Linked DNA regions of Gasterosteus aculeatus: region 2 is linked to region 1. A link is a contact called in public Hi-C data. All regions are on one chromosome and are shown on one strand. The core of a region is the stretch at or near the end of the contact, and the rest is flanking DNA. Distances in the headings are between cores, read along the strand shown. Region 1 overlaps LOC120834297 (partitioning defective 3 homolog B-like). Region 2 has its middle 25 kb from the start of epb41l5.

Region 1 (2,753 bases), core at 126-2,625:
TCCTTCAATCTTAGGGCCTTGTTTTTTAAATGTCACAGTATTTCTGTCCCCTTCGTCTCTTTTTACGTCCCGTCTGTCTCGTCAGGCTTTTTCTCAGGCTCCACTGAGAGGTGGGGTGACTGCGGATCAATGGAGGGTCAGCGCACATGCACACGCCAACACACACACATGCACACTTCAAACCGCTGAGCAAGTACATTTCACTCATCCATATTCTCCTTTCTGGAGATAACGCCATTCTGGTTATGGATCACCATGGCGATGGATCGATTGCAGCGGGGAGGTCACAGTCAGAGAGCTGTGTGTGTGTGTGTGTGAACATTTTGTGTGTGTAATTATATATATATATATATATATATATATTATATAACCGTATGTGAATGCTTAAACAGGGTATTTGTATCCCTTTGTGAGAAGTGTATTTTCTTACCCGTGCATTGATTTGTTGTTGTTGATGTTTGACTCCAGAGATCACGAGAGCCGAAAACTAGAAAGGTGGAGAAAGGAAAAGATGAAAAGGCAACAGAATAAGGAATAAGGAGCACGGAGAGAACGGGTGTATCACATTCACGTGTTAATCGATGAGCTCTTTTGTTGCTTAGTGGGTGTTTCCAATCGAGCGGAGTGCTGGAACATGATGATTGACATCTGATTTGTGTGCAGCCGCTACGACTCAGGGGGGGACATGGGGACAGCCGGCGGAGGAGAGCCGGGGAGGAGGTCACAGGAGGCAAAGCCAAGGGGAAACAATGGGGAGCTGAGAGAGGAAGCACACCGAGGAGAGGAGGTAACCAGGGGAGAGGAAGCCAAAGAGGGGAGACAAAGTGACGCCGGAGGGAGAAAAGCGGGAAGATTTGCTGATGAAAGACGAAAAAGGCCAACATGTACACCGCCTCGGGGGTCATTCAAATTCTCTTTGTGATCCGCACAATTAACTATTTTCATCGGCGACACACAGAAATGAGCAGAGCTTTTTGTAAAGTTACTTCTCACGCTAGCTTGGTCCTCTCCGCCTGGTGACCTGATCGGGACGGATTAGCACACCTGCGACTCTTTAACTGAGCTGCATCAAAAAGCCTTTTTTATTATTTCCAAAAGTGGACGGATGGCGTTTAGAACACGTAAAAACATGAACCACGAGGCCTCGATCCATCGGCTCGTCTTCCTTTGAGCTCAGACGCACACAGGTACACACAAAGAAGGAAAATAACGGAGTCAGTGACTTGGTCTTCTTGTTTCTCTTCTCCTCACAGGCAGTAAACACTTCTTTTGTCTAGACAGAAAGACATGCTTTACACAATAACACACTGAGGGGGCGGGGAGAAATGTAGCTTCTGTAGTGTTGAGCTAGGTGGTGCTGTCAGTCTACCCACTCTCAGTGTGTGCGTGTGTGTGTGTGTGTGCACCTGTGTGTTTGTGCGCCTGCGTGTGTCACTCAGAGAGCAGGTAAAGTAACATCGGACTCAGAGCTTTGTGAATTTGAAGCTGCAGGACATGTTCTATTCTGAATAGTTTCATAATTAATCTTTTATATTTTTATAATCGTGCTTCATTAAGAACGTTCCTTCTTAATGGAGAAGCGACAGCGAGTTATTAGTGCGCCATCTCGCCTCCTCTCGGTCCTGGAATGTACCGCACTCAAAACCATTCGAGCCAGCAGCAACCAGCCCGTGATCATAAAAAAAACATGAAAGACTGCATGACTCTGCGTAGAACTACACACACATACACACGGCCCACATGTGATGGACAGGTGTGGCCACCTCCGCTTTGGTGATGGACTGCTCGTTGCTGAAGAAAATGCTGACTTCAGAAGGTGCCAAAGTAACAACATGCACTTGAACATCATAGATGTATTTATGGTAAGTGGACATGAGTGGAAATCAAAGCTCAGTGCTGCACAGAGAGCTGGAGAATATTTACAGATTGTTTTGTGTGTGTGTGTGTGTGTGTGTGTGTGTGTCCATTCGCTGTGTGCTCATGCATTTTGCTGATTGTAGCATTTTATCGATCCACTCCAAAGCAATCAATCGGGTCCTAATCGACCCGATTATAAAGGGTATGATGTGAAAAGGGATGCGTGTGTGTGTGTGTGTGTGTGCGCGCGCGCACGTATCGATGCCATGTTGGCCACTTAAATCCTGAACTGCGATTAATCCACCCATTCAAATATTGTGTGCTCTTTCAATTTTAATAAAAGGAAAGGAACCAACGCTGCATTTCTCCGTCTCCCCCCCCGCTCTCACTCACACATCCATTCACTCACGTGTGCACACGCACACAAACGCACACTTTGAGATGCTGAGCAGTGCACATGCCACTGTGTATAATGGTGTATATCATTTGAATTTCCTTCTGCCCCCATAAAATCAATGGCACAATTATGGCTGTTGGCGAGCTGCTCATGTTTAACGTTTTTGAGCCGTAGTCAATTAATGTTGATTACCTGAACTCCAAAATATCACCGTAGGCATTTCTTTGGTCGGCGCATTGGCATCTACACGGATACCGATATTATGTCCTTTTCATCACTCACAAACTATGGCGGCGTGGACAGCCAGCTTGATTGACATCTCATCGACACAATCGAGTTTCATGAGTTTAGCTCCGCCCACCGGCAGCCTGATTAGATGTCCATTCAGCCTGACTAATTGAAAACAGCTGTGATGGAGGCTCGCTTTCTCTTTTGGTCGCATGTGTTTTAGTGCAGCAAAGCTTCATCTGATGTCATTCTACACAAAGTTCCCAATACA
Region 2 (2,753 bases), core at 178-2,677, 220 kb after region 1:
TGCTGGGAGGTGTTTGTTGTTGTTTATTCATTTATTAATAAAAACAGCCCCTTAAATTAAGATGGTTATCATAAAAGTGCATTTGTGTAATGCTTGAATTTTTTAGATTTTCCAATCTTTTGTTTTTGCCGCTACTCTGATTATTCAGGTTGTGCACACGACTTCAAGGAAACGGCGTAACGAGGGGAAAATGGGGTAATCTGTCCGTCATCGTCTCCTACCGGGGGACACCAGGTCCAACGCGTCCACCAGGTGCGCCGCAACTAATGAGAGCTGAGAGGACGAGGACGAGGCTGATCGGTGGGCGCCCGAGACGGACAGCTGGTGAGTATTATGGGGGGGGGAGGTCTTCCAATGCAAGTGAGAGGTACACCTGCTCCCTGTGTGTGTGTGTGTGTGTGTGTGTGTGTGTGTGTGTGTGTGTGTGTGTGTGTGTGTGTGTGAGAGAGAGAGAGAGAGAGACACATGACAGGAACAAAGAGTGATGGGAGCGAGCATTCAGCATCACCTACCATGTGTGTGTGTGTGTGTGTGTGTGTGTGCATGTATTCCAGTGTGTGCACTGCTGTGGACTAGATTCCAGGTGTTTAAGCAGGCATGCGTGTGTGTGTGTGCGTGCGCATGAGGGGTGATTGGCAGCACCCGTTTGGGAGTTGCTGATAACACACACAGGAGGGCGACTGCCACAGATGAGCTCTGTCAAGCTGTCTGCCCGTCACACACACACACACACACACACACACACACACACACACACACACACACACACACACACACACACACACACACACACACACACACACTCCAGTCAAGGAACGTTTATTCACGGAGCACATTGAAGAACAACAAACGGTGACCGGGGGGTTTGACACAGAGATTCAATAAAACGCAGACAGCACAAAATGAAACAGAAACCGATATTTAACACGTGAGGTCGTTGTGCCTCATGACGAGGCAGCTAAACAGGGAGGAGCGTCGTCCAACTATAGTGGCAATCACACCTTTGGTCTGTAAGCGGGTGCACGGAACGGAGAGCTGCGATTGGCCCCCCGGAGCCGAGGGGGCGGGAGGTGGAAACGGGACGCCGAGCGTTTCGGAGACGTAAAAGTAAAGAATCAAAAGGTCTGTGCTCTTTGGTTTGGCTTTTCGTTTTCCACCCGGATGGTTTTACAAACTCAACGCCGTTTCAAAGGGAGCGTGTCGCCAACGTAACAATGCTGGCTGGTTTTATACTTTCTCAAAATAGACCCCCAAGGGAAGCATTCATAAGGAAAATAAAATAAGGCCTAATAAACAGAAAGCCTTCTTTCAAAGAAAGACTTTTCAGGACTGAGTGCTCCCCACACACACACACACACACACACACACAGCCTGTGGCCAGCCATTGAACCCGGTGCACCAATAACAGCAACAACAGCCTCCCCCTCTGCAGGGAGAGAAAGCCTCACCCACACGTATCTCTTGATATCCGGGCTGACACGTGGAGCGGCTTCAACGTGGGGCAGGAGGATGGAAAAGGGAAGCTGACGTTTCTTCGGCGTTAAAGACCACACATTAAATCCTGTGGTCAGGTCGGGACGGTGGAATCAGTTCACCCCCCTCACAGGGCCGATGCTCCTCCTCTGGACTTGGTGATCGGAGAGTTTAATCAGAGCGTTTCCGCTCAAACGACTTACGGCTGGAGGATTTAATCGAGGCGAGTGATCAGCGGAAAAGTATAAAATATATAAATCACATATCTGTGACGTGTGAGGTGGTGGAAAGCGCTGACGAGCAGCGTCGCTGCGCCAGCTCAGATATGCAGTAAAAAAATGAGATGAAATAATTCTACAAATGCATTTAATTAGTTGAAATCATGATGAACGGTTATGAATCACACGATCAAACTTGCCATCCATCGTTTCTAATAGCTAGAAAAGGAATTTCACCTTTTTTTCTTTGATGGAACAACAACACAGAATACGTTGTGTATCTTTTCTCTGTGTGTGTGTGTGTGTGTGTGTGTGTGTGTGTGTGTGTGTGTGTGTGTGTGAAAGCTCACCTGGCGTACACGCGCACACATTGAAATGCATATAATAGACATTTACCAACATAAAGCAGCCCTTCAGGGATCAATTACCCTCACTGGCGTCTTTATCATCTCAAAGCTTTGACTATGAATACCTCCCCATCCGTCCACACACACACACACAATGGTTGAGATATGGACTCTTTTCTGTCAGAAAAATCTCCTGCGACAGCTCGCCGAGCAGCAGAGTGTGTGTGTGTGAGAGACAGAGAGAGACACTACCTGTTGAATATTCAGGAGCTCTCGGGACGGTTCAGACCTGGCGGGTGAACTATGAAGCAGGTTCTTCATGGTGTGTCAGTGAGGAGGTTGATTAGTATGTTTTATTTCTGTATGCGTAGTTCTGTCTTGTTGCCAAACTAATTTCTATTTTCTCGTCCACGAGGCTCGTTGCGAGGTAATAACGAGATAAACGTTGGTTGCCCTTTGAAAACAGCTGGATGAAATGCTTCTCATGTGACAATCGTCAATGGCTCTTATAGTTTAAGACTTTATGAAGCATTCTGTCTGGGGTGCAATGAGGGACACGTGGAAGTTCATTTTATTGATGGTCTGCTGGTATCACAGATAAGATGCAAACATTTCTTACCTGTTGTTTGGTAGCAGCAGTGCAACACTGAAAAAAACAAAATGCAACCAGGAAACGTCCTCTCACACGTGCAGGTAACCATCACGGCGATTCACA

What was found. A called contact is a pair of places that touch in the nucleus more often than the background predicts.
Region 2: a contact with region 1 is called in a Hi-C map of liver, with 4 times the contacts expected there. The contact joins two enhancer-like sites. A contact is called at or near these places in 4 of 6 Hi-C or Micro-C datasets (liver, skeletal muscle and whole body).

What each region holds. Positions count from the first base shown.
Region 1 is chr16:15,701,931-15,704,683 of fGasAcu3.hap1.1, forward strand. All of the region lies in intron 2 of LOC120834297 (partitioning defective 3 homolog B-like), which reads left to right. Among protein-coding and RNA genes, the nearest start is that of LOC120834297, 24 kb to the left of the region's middle. Within about 2 kb of position 1,376, at least 3 of the 9 cell types and tissues checked have open chromatin away from gene starts, as enhancers often do.
Region 2 is chr16:15,921,539-15,924,291 of fGasAcu3.hap1.1, forward strand. No RefSeq gene overlaps it. Among protein-coding and RNA genes, the nearest start is that of epb41l5, 25 kb to the right of the region's middle. Within about 2 kb of position 1,428, at least 1 of the 9 cell types and tissues checked has open chromatin away from gene starts, as enhancers often do.